Regions from separate parts of the Mus musculus genome. Here regions 2 and 3 are each linked to region 1. Evidence: chromatin contacts called from public Hi-C data. All regions are on one chromosome and are shown on one strand. The core of a region is the stretch at or near the end of the contact, and the rest is flanking DNA. Distances in the headings are between cores, read along the strand shown. Region 1 overlaps 9330179D12Rik (RIKEN cDNA 9330179D12 gene). Region 2 has its middle 39 kb from the start of Gm52919. Region 3 overlaps Gm38404 (predicted gene, 38404).

Region 1 (4,677 bases), core at 1,339-3,838:
TCTATGTGTGTGTGCATGTTTTTCCATCTTTTAACCTTTTTTTCTGTGACACTGGGAATTGAGCCCATGGCCTCATGAATACATTCTAGCACTACTGAGCTACAGTGCCAGGCTCCAACTTCTTACTTTAAACATACTTTTCTTGGCATCTAAAATATGTCCCTGACAGGCAGCACATCATATCTGGAGCATGTTTCTTTACTTGTCTGTTTTCTTTAATTAGAGCATTTATTTAGCCCATTTACAGTTAATGTAATGATTACTAAGGCAGTGTTCGTGTTTGTCCTCTGTCCTATCGTTCTTAGAAAGAATGAGAGGTTTTTTTTTTTTTTTTCTTTTCTCCCATCAGAGTTCCATTTTATGTTTAACAGGTACTATATGGCATTTGAAGTATTTTATTGTTTAATTTTGCAGATATATTGTTTTGTTAGTTTTCTTTTACTGAATATTGTTGGCTTTACAATTAAGATCCTAAAACAACAAAGCGTGAGTAATTACAATTTAACATCAGCATTCAAAAACTTAACACCCGTACACCACTCCCTCTTCTCTGTGCTGTTGTCATTATACAAATTACATCTTTATACATGATGTCATCAATGGCATTTTATAAGTACTAATTAAATCAGAAGAAAATGTTTATATAAAAGAAAAAAATCAACATGTATATTTTATTTTTATTTTCCTGCCTAATTCTATTTGGGTGCCTGGATTTGTGTGGATTTGAGTTACTGCCTAGTGTCCTTTCACTGAGGCTGCAAGAGCTCTCAATATTTCCCCGACTCTCTCCCTTCCTGTGCTAGACATCTAACACAGCACCTCTTTGTGTGCCAACTGTGTGTACTCGCACTGATCCACACTTCTAGCTTCCAGTCGGTACTTTCTATGTGATCCCCTAGCAATAAAGTCTGTCAGTTTTTGTTTATCCGAAAATACCTTAATTCCTCCTTGACTTTCTCTTTGTGCATGTGTTTGTGTGTAATGTGAAATTATGCACGTGCACGCACAGCCGTGTGCATGTATATGTGTGTGTGTGTGCGTAGAGACCAGAGATTGGTGTCAGGTGTTTTCCTCCATCTCCCCCCACCTTCTACACTGAAGTAGGACCTCTCACTTGCCCTCACCCTTGCTGGAGCTCTGTTGAGGCTGTGTTTTTCCTTAAGTGACTTTCCTCTACAGATTGTGTGAAGTCTATGTTTTTGGTCATCTACAACTTCCTCCGAAGGGTCTGTGGGGTTTTCGTGTTCGGGTGATGCTCAGACAGGCAGTTCTTTAAATTGTCTGAGACCATATGTCTCCCAGCCTTTATGGAGGGACTTTGTGTCTGTTACAGCATGCCTTCAGCAATCTGTATACTCTTTAAGGTCTTGGCTTTACTTCACTTTCTGTCCTCAGCTGAAAAGGTGAGTACCTTTGCAAGATTTCCCCCCAGCATATACATAGCCATGCACGTTGCTTTCCATGTCCTTAGAAATACATCAGGAAATACTCAGTGGTTAAATACACTGAGTACTCTTGCAGAGGACGCAAGTTCAGTTCTCAGCACCTACATGGCGGTTTAAGACCATCTGTAAGCCAGGTTCCTAGGGCTCTTAAGCCCTCTCTTCTAACCTTCCTGGGTAGCAGGCACATTTGCCGTGCACATGCATGAGAGCTAAACTCATGTGTACGTAGACTCTGCATGGACAGCACACACACAGGTCAGCTTTCTGGCACCGGAACCAACATGCAAGCTGTTTAGTTTCAAGGAGGAAGGTTTACCTTGGCTCCCCATTTCTGAGCACTCTGCCGGTGATCTTTTGTTCCCACTGCTTTGGGGTCTGTGGTGAGGCAGCACACACCTTGGTAGTCAAGGTGGCCAAGAAGGAGGAGGGGCTGAGTCACTGGGACCCCAATATATTCTTCAAGGAGTCTCTTTCAGGACCTAACATCCTTTGCATACGTCTTACCTTATCCCATTTGCACCAAGCCTTTAACCTAACTGCAGGAGGACAATCAGGGCTCAAACTACATGGGGCCAGCAAGACGGCTGAGAGAGTAAAAGGTAAAAGTGCCTGCTGCCAATTCTGATGACCTGTGTTCGATCCCCAGGACCCATGTGTTGGAAGGTGAGAACCAACTCTGTAAGTTTCCTCTGATGGTCACACAAATACTTTGATATGCACCTCCCCCACCCCAACACATGCACACAATAAATGTTAAAACAAACAAACAAACCCAAAACAACAGCAAAACAAACAAACAAAAACCCTACAACAGCTCTTCCCCTGGCTTGGCTTTTTAACAACAATAACAACAACACAGTAATAATAATAAAAAATGTCCCCTTCACAGCAGTCCTGACACCCAGGATGTCACCCAGGCAGATGAAATGCTAAAGAGTGACCAGTGACTATAAGAGCGCAGGGCTGCTTGCCCAGAGCAGAGACTGAATGAGACCAAAGCTTCTAGAATGGAGCACTTCAGGAGAACTGCCTGATAAAAGTCAGTGGCTTAAAAAAAAAAAAGTTGGAGAGGACTCAGGACAGAGGCAGATGCACACAGAGAGGTGAAAGTCACGGGCCATGGGGGAAACACCAGGAAAGCAGAAGTGAGCCGTGAGAAGTGGCCAAGGTCAGCCAGAGAGGGTGAGTCACCAGGAGACCAGAACAGAAGCAGGAAGAGCGATAGGAAATGATGGCAACACTGTTTAAATAAAGACAGCCCCCCCCCCAGAAGCCTGGGCTTCAGAGTTTGCAGGAGTGGGTGGGCTGCTCCACCCTCTCTGCCACTGGCGAGGAGGAACGGCAGGTGCGAGTAAGGGGCAGATGCTGCTGGTGCTGGCTTCTAAGGACTTAGTGCTTCCTCGGTTTGAGTTGTTTACACATAGCCTATGCTATTCTAAAACAGTGCATTTTTGCCTTATGTTCTGTAAAACAGATCTCTCTTTAAAAGCTTCAACACCATAGAAACATTTGTCAAACAGGATGGTATCATCAAATATGTGATTAAAAATCATTACAATAAATATCAAGTCATTAGGATACATAGCACTCCTCCACGAACCACTCCCCTTGCTTTGGACAACACTGAAGTGGATGTCTAAGATTTTCTGTACTTCCAGAATGGTGTGGGTGGGTTTTCACACCCCGTCTACTGAAAATGAGGGCATCCTTGGTATCTGTCCGAATAGGGATGCACTCAAGACTCTGGGGACTGGGCTGCGATGGAACATGTGGACAGCAATGAAAAGTTCCACCTTTTCACTAGCTACACATTAGGAAGAGACAGAATCCTTAGCAGGCAGCCTAAGGCCAAGGGGCTGATGTCCAAAGAGGAGACAAGATGAAGGACCCACACTCACAAGTACCTGGTAAACTGAAAGTCTTAACTATGGTTATGCCTTGTTCTGCCATTTTTCATGGCAAAAGGCAGCACTGTGAGGCGTGCATGGGTGAAGGTGGCTGCTGCCAAGTCCGATGACCTGTGTCCAATGCCCAGGACTCACGTGGCAGGAGAGAGAGCTGCTGATTCCCACAAGTTGCCCTTGGATCTCTACTCAGGTGCTGTGGCAAGCACATGCAGACATACATGTTCACATGTGTACATGCATGCAGACACATGATAGATTAGATAGATAGATAGATAGATAGATAGATAGATAGATAGATAGATAGATAGATAGATAGATAGATAGACAGAAAGATAGACAGATAGATAGACAGATTAGATAGATAGATAGATAGATAGATAGATAGATAGATAGATAGATAGATAGATAGATAGATAGATAGATAGAAAGATAGACAGACAGATTAGATAGATAGATAGATAGATAGATAGATAGATAGATAGATAGATAGATAGATGGATGGATGGATGGATGGATGGATGGATGGATGGATGGATGGATGGATGGATGGATGGACGGACGGTTGGTTTTAAAACATTTTTTGCCAGATGGTCAGGAAGTTGAGGTTCCCATTTCTGGATAGTTATATAACCTTTTGTAAACCATTCCCCATACCTTGGTACGGGAATGTCACATGGTTCTTGGGAAGAAGCTACAAAAAAGAAGCCAGCACACGGGTTATCATACAGTAAACAGATGCACACCCAGGTTCTAACTCTGGCTTTGCAGGAAGTGTCCTCTGACATCCAAGAAATAAATACTGCACAGAACTGCTCTATCATGGGATACCCTTCTGAGATATGAGCTCCTCCCCAACAGAGACATTCCATCACTGATATGTGCCAGGGATGCTCTGAAGGACTTCCACATGACATACTGGAGATAACCCCAAAATGCTATGATCATACCCATGTTGGTTCCAGGTTGAACGGAGCTGTGGCTTGTGTGAGATCTGAGTGTTCCCTGGGGATCCATTATTATTAAAGTCTCTGTCCCTACATGGGTACCATTGGGAGAATAAATAGTTCCAGGTTATTCTAGGAGAAAGTTCTCAGGTTATTGGGTACATGTTGTGGGGTCCATACTCATAGTCTCCCCCTTCTATGACAATGCAAGCTCTTCCACACACAGTCTCCCAGGGCCATGCTGTCACTAACAAAGGCAAAACCAAAGGGGCTGCCTAATCGAGACTCTGACATTCCAAAACCGGGAGCCAAACAGCCCCTTTTCTCTACTTACAAGCCAAGCAGGGGCCTCCAGTGTTCCATTAGAGTGATGGAGACCCA
Region 2 (4,677 bases), core at 1,448-3,947, 200 kb before region 1:
AGTCCCTTAATATCTGAGGGTAAGCCTATAGGTCAAAATGTAGCCCTCACAGGAAAGAGGATGTTCTGCTAAAGCAAGCACATGAAAGGACGCATGGTGAAGGATTCTTTGCTAATGACACACACATATTGGTTGCGCGCCTTTTGTCTGGACCCTATAGAGAGAAATTCACCAAAAACATCTGGTGGTGTGCTGCGGTTTCCTGCTGATTCTGTGGACTCGGGCTGACTGGGCACACATGCTGAAGCAAGGCACGTGGAGGACACATGATGTCTGGAGGGTATAGATAGGACTCCATGGAGTGTCGGGGGACAGAGCTTGGCTTTCTGGTACAGCTAGCTGTGCAACACTTGTGGGTCTCGAGTCTTCGCTGATCTTTGCTTCCCTGAGAGAGGCACAGCCAACAACTTCTCCTGGTGTCCCTCCAGGTCCCTCCTGCTGACTGGAGCAGAGGCTGTCTCTGTTAGGTGACACAACCTAATCTGTTGCTGACTAGATTCGATCAAACTGGACTGCTGGTGTATCCGTGAAGTGTTTGCAAGTAGGTCGAGCTATGGCTGCCTGCTGACCTGTGAACTGAACTGCTGATTTCCAGACAGCACAGATGGGAGTTGCTCCAAAGAACCTTTCAAAACAGGTCCACTTCTCCCAGATCCTTTCTTTTCCACCACCTCTGGGGGTGATGGGCTAAAAGGTAGTTAAAGCATTTAAGAACCATCATTAAAAATAAGGTTTGAAAAATTAAAGTTACATATCTGTAGCAGTGTGGTTGCAGGGGCACTCCACCATGCCTGGCGTTTTCATGCTTCTGACAGATCCAAATTCAGTTCCTCATGCTTGCATATCGAGCACTTCAACCCACTGAAGCATCTCTCCAGTCCAACCCTGTCTTTTGTGTTAATGGACATGGTCCCCACAGGGGGAAGCTCTCACCTTTTCTATCACCTCCTAGATCTTGTCTAGGAGAGAGAATGAACATTGCCCTCACCAGAAAACACACAGGAAAAGGTGACAGCCAGCATTTCTTACAAGCAGATCTGACTCCCGTGACAGTGGTTTCAAACCACTGACACCTCTGCCTTGATCCTCGGGGCTGAGAAGCCTCCCAGGCGGCTGCAGCAGCAGCGGTGATGGCTGCTGCTGCTGCTGCTCCTGCTGCTGCTCCTGCTGCTCCTGCTGCTCCTGCTGCTCCTGCTGCTCCTGCTGCTCCTGTTGCTCCTGCTGCTGCTGCTGCTGCTGCTGCTGCTGCTGCTGCTGCTGCTGCTGCTGCTGCTGTTGTTGTTGTTGTTGTTGTTGTTGGAGATGGAGACTCACATAACCCAGGCTGGCTTAGATCCACCCATGTGTCAGAGGATGACCTTAGACTGTTGATAACGCCTACCTCCCAGCCGCTGGATAATAAGCACAATGACCCACCTGTGACATGATTTGAAACAGTATAAATAGTGATGAAGGCTGGGAAGGAGGAGGGGGAGGAAGAAGAAGAAGAGGAAGAGGAGGAAGAGGAGGAAGAAGAAGGCAACAAAAATATTTAACTAATAGAAATAAACCTGGCCCATCCATAAGACACTAGTGAAGTAAACTGTGATGTCGTTACATCATGGAAATGAGTAGTTTTGAAGTGTATTGATGTGGGAAAGTTATCCTGCATGTATTTTCCTGGGGCAGGGGAGGTTTTAGAACAGAATACAGAGCATGCTTCCTTTTAGCCTAAAGGGGAAAAAATCAACACTGATGTACATTTGCATGTTCATGTTTGTAGAAATGCCGAGATAAAGAGCGGAAAGTTCTAACCATGATTGGCTCCTGCAGGGGAAAGAAGAGGCATAAGAAAGGCTGTAGATAATGCAACAAGATTGATGGACGTTTACTTGAAGCCATTTTATTGTTTTAGTTGTTGACCCGTGTGAATTGCGTTACCTAATCCAAAATCGTTGTTGGAGATGTGTACTTTGTCTAATTAGATTAAGGAATGGCAATAGATAGATAGATAGATAGATAGATAGATAGATAGATAGATAGATAGATAGATAGATAGATAGATGCCTCCAGTGTCAGAAGTTCTGGATAGATCCATGTACGTTTAGATGCCTAGAACAGCTCAAAGATAAACAAAGCCTGCAGAGAATGTTGGGGTAGGGGGTTGAAGGGAAGACCCCTGATCGTGTTCCCCAGAACCAGCAGCCAGGATGGACTCTTGGGCCAAGAGGTAGACAGCCTCCATAACTTAAGGATCGGTGGGAGCTGTCAGATGGGTTTCCCATCTGGAACTGGGCATCTCGCAATTCTGATTTGTGTGGTTGCAACCGAACTGGCGGATTCCGTGAAAAGCAGCCCAGCTCGTACTGAACAGAAAGGAGGGATCCTGTTTGCTATGTTCTGAGAGTCCTGAGTTACGGGCAGGCAGGAGAGTCTTAAGCTGCACTCTGCGAGTATGGGGCTATGACTCAGGCGTTAACACTGGCTAGGAGGAAGTCTGTGGCCCTCACTACTGAGACATGGAGCAGAAAGGCTTCCTTCAGTGGAGTATGTGTGGCTGGCTGCCCACTTCGCCTGCAGCCTGGGGAATGAGTGAGCACACGGCTCACCTGAAACCAAGGAGTGGCCCTTTATCATGAAGCTGTTCCAAAAGCTGTTTGCCTGAGTCTTCAAACCAGTTTCCAAGCAAAGGAAAACTCAGGGGCCAACATGGTGAGGACGCTGCTACCAGCAGAGGGCAGTGACGTCCTGTCATTTACTGTCCAATGGCCATAAATTAATCTTTGGGTTTTTTTAAAAAATCATATGCATACTTCCTTAGTTCATCTGTCTAAGCTACCTTTTTCCTGTAGTTCCCTTCAAGATAGAATGACCTATCTCTGGTCAGTTTCTACACTTCAGTGATGGACAGTTGAGGTCACAGTCCTTGGTCACAAAGTGCCCACCCCCCTCATTTGGCTAAACCCACTGTGTGCTGGAATGAACTTGAATTCTACATGGTAATTCCTTCTTAATAACTTTCAAAGACCATGGGATTGTTTCCTGGGAAAAGGAGAGCCGGGCGCCTTCCCTCTCCCCTCTCAGGGCCTATGACCTCTCTTTATCTCCCCAACAGAACCATATCTAATTGTGAGAAGAGGCCAGGCTCAGGAAACCTGGGCTCCTCTGGGCAGAGAGCAGGCGGGACACACACCGGCCTGAGAGACACTGCTCAGGGTTCAAAGGAGCGGCTGTCAATACCACCACAGTGAGGGTAACCCACTGACTGACTGAGAGTGAACCTGTGAGGGAAATCCATTGACTGACCAAGAGGGGGCCTGCATCCATTATTGTCATGGTCTGTGTTTTGGTTTTGTTTTGTTTTGTTTTGTTTTTCATCTCCCTGGAGCCCCTGATACCCCAGGGCCTGTATTCTGAGTCTTTTTTTAAAAGATTTATTTCTTTATTATATGTAAGTACACTGTAGCTATCTTCAGACGTTCCAGAAGAGGGCGTCAGATCTCATTACGGGTGGTTGTGAGCCACCATGTGGTTGCTGGGATTTGAACTCAGGACCTTTGGAAGAGCAGTCAGTGCTCTTACCTGCTGAGCCATCTCGCCAGCCCTGTATTCTGAGTCTTGATGGTTGAGTTTTCCTGTATTCCTCTCTTCAAAAATTCTAAGAGATAAAACTCTTTGCTCCCAGAATAATAGTTTCCTATCAACCTTGGGGAAGCCCTTTGTCTCTGAGGTTTTCTGACCCTCACACATTTTATCTGATAAGTAAGATTCACTGACTGGCCACTTTCAATGCTGATATGTCAAGCCCTTGGAATATAGAGGGGAATGCCTGCAGAGAAGGCTCACTAGTAGGCACAACAACAAATTGATGTGGCCTGGGGCACTAGCTGATCATAAGTGACTCTCCCTCAACCCCCAAGGCAACACACATTCCTGAAAGTCAGCGTTACTAAAGTCAGTTTGGGCCACCTGGGGCAGAGTATATCATGAAGTATCTTGCAGACATAAAGAGGGGTTAGAACAGAAAAAAATATATCAAAACACCCAAACAAGGGCCCATGCATGTCGCACACAGCAAGGACATGGAGTTCTTTGGAGAGTTTAAGATAGGCTTCCTGGTGGGAGGTCCCCCAAAGTGCTCACTACTTGTGCGCTTGGCTTGCTGCAGAGATGAAAGGGTAGACTTTGGAGAGGTGCAGGTTGGGGCTGTTTGGTGTTTGGAATTCATTTTCCTCAGTTATAGCAAATACCCACAGCCCTGTAGATACACCCTGAGCATAAAGAGACCACAAAGCAAGCATTGCTGCCCCACGATGACATCTCTCATCTTCCTGGTTCTAAGCTATGCTTTCCTGCATAATTACTGGGAATCCACATGCCTTTGAGGGCCTGGGGGTTATGAGTAGCCTGGAGAGGCTGAAAGGGCACGCAGCCCGCATGCTCATGCGTGTGGCTGATGCAAATCCCTGCCCCCAAAGACATTTTAGAAATCTTTTAAGGCCAACTTGATGGTGGAGCCACTCCTCCTAGGTAAGAGATGACTGAAAAGAATGGTGTCTGGTATCAGATGCTGTACATAAAGAATCAAACGCTGTACATAAAGATCGTCTAAGCCGTAGCATCATGGCAACCCAGGATACTTAGGAGGCAGGAATGATTTCTGTTCTTTTTCTAGTGTGAAACAAGATAGATAGAAAT
Region 3 (4,677 bases), core at 1,225-3,724, 130 kb before region 1:
CACTGATTAGTTTAGGATGCATTTTTGTAGATTACTTGGGATTTAGTTCTGTAGATAATAATCATGCCATCTAATATAAAGACAGTTTATTAATTGCTGGTCTATAGCTGCTTTTTCGTTACTCTCCCTGGTCACACTGCTAAAAGTTACAGCAATATATTTACTGAAAAAAGAGTAGCCAGAGGCAAGGATGGGGCTCATCGCTGTAATCCCAGCACTTGGGAGTCTGAGGCATGAGAGTTGTCACCAGTTCCAAGCCTGGGTTATATAGTGAATTCTAGGACAGCCTAGGGCTCCCGAGTGAGACCTTGACTAAAAAGAAAAAAAAGAAAGAAAAAGAAAAGAAAAGAAAAGAAAAGAAAAGAAAAGAAAAGAAAAGAAGAGAAAAGAAAAAAAGTGCCTCCCGAAAGGAAGAAAAAAAGTCTCTATTTTGTTCCCAATCTTGGAAGAAAAGCATCCATTTTTCACTGTAAATATTATGTAAATAATTATATTAAACAATAAACACAGTATAGGTGTATGTGAAATAATGTTGGATTGTGGTTGATACATTTGTCAAGTAAGCTCTTTAATTTTTTTTCCTGAGAGTTTGAACACGAATATAAAGTTTTATCAAATTATTTCTTTTCTGTATTAGCTGATATGATCATGCAACTTTTATTCTTTTGCTTGTTAGTATGGTAGATTGGTTGATTACATCCTTAGACTAAACACTAGTTTGTCATGGTAGACCATTATTTAAGCATATTTCTGTATTCTTTTTTGCTAACAACATCACATTAAGAATTGTGTATCTACGATGGTGGGAATGTTGATCTGTAGGCGAAAGTATCTTAGTAAGGGTTTCTATTGCTGTGAAGAGACACAGTGACCACAGCAACTCATATAAAACATTTAATTGGGGCTGACTTACAGGTTCAGAGGTTGAGTTCATTATCTTCATGGCAGGAAGCATGGTGACACATTGGCAGACCATGCTAGAGACGGGGCTGAGATTTGCAACCAGATTCACAGACAGCCGTAAGAAAGAGCCACCGGGCCTGGCTTGATCTTCTGAAACCTCAAAGCCCATCTCCAGTGACACATTTTCCCCAAAAAAGCCACACCAACTCCAACAAGGTCACACCACCTAATAATGTCACTCCCTGGTGACCAAGCATTCAAGTCTATGATATGAGCCTACAGGGGCCATTGTTATTCAAACTGCCACAGTAGGTTTGCTTTCATTGTAGTAGTAATTTCATTAAATGTATTAGAATGATGTCTACTTCTCTCATCTTTTAGATGAGATTGTACAGAGTTAATGTTATTCTCTATTGCTTCATATAATGCTCAAGCAAGACCACCTGATTTTGGAAATTGTCTTTCCTAAGAATTTTAATATTACTAATTCGATTATCTTAACATGATATCTATGAATATAAATATTTCATATTTAACATTTGATGAGTTTGTTTTTCAAGCAAGTATCCATTTTGTCTCAATTTTTAAACTAACATGTAGAGCATTGTCAATAATATTCTTTTTTTATCATTTCGGTAGCCTAGTCATATTGCTAAGCTTGGAGCACATGAGTCTAAATAGTTATCATTATAATTGTCTTCACCATTATCATTGTCACCATCATCATCATTGTTTCTTAACACCACCATCATCATAACTATGGTCATCATCATCGTAGTCATCATTATCATCATTGTAATCTCATCATTATCATCATCATCGTTGTCACCGTCATCATCATCACCACCATGGTCTCTAAAACCATCATTATCATCTTTGTCACCTCACCACCATCATAACTATTGTCATCACCGTCGTTTTCATAGTTGCATCATCATTATCATTACCATTATCATTGTCCCCATCATCATCGTCACCACCACAATCATCATCATTGTTGCCTCTGAAACTCATCAGTTTTCCCCTTTGGAATCTTCAGATATCTGTCTTCCATACATTGCTCAGGGGTTGCATTGTTCTTCAGTCAGATAAAGAAACACCTACTCCATCTTTCTAGAAGCTGAAGTCAGGCTTCGCTCTAAGGAAGGAGATGGATGGCTTAGCACCACCTGCATTGCTGTTTCCTAGAATTCCTTATATTTGAACAGTACAGTTTCTAGTTGAGGGACATAGTTAAGTCACATCAGTGAGGGATCAACATAAGACAGAGGTGAAGAGCTGCTCTGAACAGTGGAGGGCATCCGGATCGTCTGGATTCACAGATGGGAATGGAAGAGAGGCAGAGCGAAACATCAGCATGTCCATATGTATTCTTAGACATGTTAAGTAGCTAAAAGACTACCCTTGCTTAATTGTCAAGCATTTGGAAGAGAACTGGAAGGCTGTCTACAGACTCATGCTCACATGAGCTCTTCAGTTCCTTCTATCTGCAGAGACAGGCCTTGTCCCATGAGATCACCACTGCACTCCCTTCTGTCAATCTGTGGAGTGGATTTACTCAGAGATTAACATCACTATGAGTCATGTCACGTAAACGGCATGTTACTCAGTCCAGGATCCCCATCTGTATGAGGCTGTGAGGGCTCAATACCAGGTGCTAGTCAGGTACAGATACTTGTTTGAGGGAAGAAAGCTTTGACAGTCTTCCAAGTGTTTCCAAAGCAAGGTTTAATTTCCTCTGGCTATGTAGAAGTGTAGGGATGTGTAGGCTATTCAGGTGTCTTGTGACGGTACATAATACAGTGCCCAACCCACAGAACTTGAGACATAAAGGTCGTGTGCTCTGCTAGTGTGATATGGGCTTGGCTTTCGTTAAGGGAAAGGGAATGTGTCTGTCAGAGGCATTCTGCAGGGACACAATCCGTGTTGGGGGTGGCATCTTGCTTGCCTCTCTTTGCTGGTCCCTGCTCTCTTTCTTTTTCAGGTAAAGACTGGAGGACCTTCAGAGTGCCTGGACTCTCATTCTTACTCATCTTGACAATGAATCTTTCAGTGTTGTTTCAAACTGGAAAATGACAACTAGAAGCCTTTGTCACCTTTCCTACTCAGAAATAATTCCGTTGAGGAACATGCGACTGACTCAAAAACCAAAACAAAGCTATGTCTGGTAACATGGGTCTGCAGTAGCTGCTATTGAAGAGACTGAGGCAGGAGGAGCAAAAGTTCAAGGCTTACATGGGCAACTCAGTAAGAGACTCTGTCTGAAAATGAAAAGTAGGAAACGGAGGAGCCAGAAAGATGGCTCAGTGGGTAAAGGCTCTTGCAGAGAAGTCTGACAGCCTGAGTTCAACTACCAGACCTACTACGGTAAATAGAAAGGATCAACTCTCACAAGCTGTGTTTTTTACCTCGACAATGAACCCACACAACAAACACCCCCAAACAAACATCCTCATATAAAACAAACAAACAAACAAACAAGTAAGCCAATAGTGAATGGATTTTTCAGGTAGATGAAAGGTGAAGCTGGGCACACAGCTCAGTGGTAAAGCACACGCCCAGCATGTGGGAGACCTAAGGGCCATGTTTCTTCATGGCTTTGTTCACTCAGTACTGTCCCTTAGACCTCAGCATTCCTATCAGTAAACGTGATGTTTTAGGATCCAGTTAGTGTTATCAGTCTCTTTAACGGAGATTATGAAAAAAAAGAAAGCAGCTTAGATAAGCAGATTAATCTTCCTTTCAAGAGAGTTAGAGGTAGGCAGTTTAAAGCCAGGTTGTCAGTTCTGTAACATCGTTGATACACCAGCCTCCTTGTCAGCTTGCATTACCTTGCTTACTACAGCACCTCTCTCTTCTGGATACCCGTGAGGCTGTTTTAGCTGCACCACCTTACACTCCAGACATTAGCAAAGTGAGGGGCAAAAGGCCAAGGGCAGCTCAGCAAGTGCCTCCTTGAGGGAATTCTCCTTAGGATCCACTGGGAGCTTCCACTTATGTCTCTATGGTCCAAGGGGCCACATGGCCTGCCATATTTGCAGCTAGAGACATTTGTTTTGTGTGACTACTTCAGCACCCCATCTTTAACAGGGCTCTGCTGTGAGGATGGAAGGAAAGATGAATATTTGGTGACTCCTTTGAGACTCTGCCCCCAGTACGCTTTTCTGCTTCTGATGGTCTTCATTTCCACACACTAGGACATGCACGGTCACTACCATAGCCCAGTTCTCATACTGAAAGTGAGGATGTGCACTGTCGGGGCAGTGGCAAGAAGAGTGCCTTCAAAGTGAGAGTATTCTGACAGTCCCAGGCCACTGAGATGGCCACACACCATGGATCCTTCCTCACAAGTTCCTATGTGTCCTCTGAGCTGGCCCAACCCTAGGAAGAATTTGCAACAGCTTGAACCCATCACGTTTTGCACACAAAACCTCTGACCCCTTCATCTGGAGTTCATTGATTCAAATGGGCGTGAATTGGGGCGAATGGGATCAGCCCACTTCAAAGGTGTTGCAGAGTGACAGGCCACTCCCACTGTGATATGCGGCAGTTCGGCAGCAGACTCCAACACCGAGTCTTTCCCTTACATCACCTGTGATAACGATCTAGATCCACACATTTTCTCTCCTTGCTCACTGGATCCTTGTGATAATGTGAATTAGGCAGAACACATCCATCCTGTAGCCATGGAAACCTGAGACATCACAGTGATTTAGTAGTAAGGCTAGGACTTGAACCTACCACTCTCAATTCATAACAAGGCCCTTTAAATTG

What was found. Hi-C and Micro-C count contacts between places; a contact is called where the count stands out from the background.
Region 2: a contact with region 1 is called in a Hi-C map of bone marrow-derived macrophages, with 33 read pairs. The contact joins two enhancer-like sites. A contact is called at or near these places in 9 of 39 promoter capture datasets (the HPC-7 cell line, HPC-7-derived erythroid cells, Sertoli cells and 6 more), 18 of 484 Hi-C or Micro-C datasets (CD8 T cells, Th1 cells, Th2 cells and 12 more), 35 of 115 datasets of contacts at active chromatin or transcription factors (the 230-238 cell line, CD8 T cells, DN3 thymocytes and 26 more) and 3 of 9 other capture datasets (adipose tissue, liver and macrophages).
Region 3: a contact with region 1 is called in a Hi-C map of bone marrow-derived macrophages, with 45 read pairs. The contact joins two enhancer-like sites. A contact is called at or near these places in 6 of 39 promoter capture datasets (the 3T3-L1 cell line, 3T3-L1-derived adipocytes, embryonic stem cells and 2 more), 4 of 484 Hi-C or Micro-C datasets (bone marrow-derived macrophages, colorectal tumor organoids, nephron progenitors and 1 more), 16 of 115 datasets of contacts at active chromatin or transcription factors (the 230-238 cell line, CD8 T cells, DN3 thymocytes and 12 more) and 1 of 9 other capture datasets (macrophages).

The regions. Positions count from the first base shown.
Region 1 is chr6:127,160,977-127,165,653 of GRCm38.p6, reverse strand. The region is part of intron 1 of 9330179D12Rik (RIKEN cDNA 9330179D12 gene); the gene reads right to left. Among named protein-coding and RNA genes, the nearest start is that of Ccnd2, 12 kb to the right of the region's middle. Within about 2 kb of position 2,588, at least 75 of the 459 cell types and tissues checked have an H3K27ac peak or open chromatin away from gene starts, as enhancers often do. A contact at or near this core is called in CD8 T cells, the HPC-7 cell line, Th2 cells and 3 more, where this site is marked.
Region 2 is chr6:127,357,516-127,362,192 of GRCm38.p6, reverse strand. No RefSeq gene overlaps it. Among named protein-coding and RNA genes, the nearest start is that of Gm52919, 39 kb to the right of the region's middle. Within about 2 kb of position 2,697, at least 72 of the 459 cell types and tissues checked have an H3K27ac peak or open chromatin away from gene starts, as enhancers often do. A contact at or near this core is called in CD8 T cells, the HPC-7 cell line, Th2 cells and 3 more, where this site is marked.
Region 3 is chr6:127,291,823-127,296,499 of GRCm38.p6, reverse strand. Gm38404 (predicted gene, 38404) reads left to right here. Exons shown (of 4, transcript NR_073373.1): 4 at 1-314. Among named protein-coding and RNA genes, the nearest start is that of Gm38404, 14 kb to the left of the region's middle. Within about 2 kb of position 2,474, at least 11 of the 459 cell types and tissues checked have an H3K27ac peak or open chromatin away from gene starts, as enhancers often do. A contact at or near this core is called in bone marrow-derived macrophages, where this site is marked.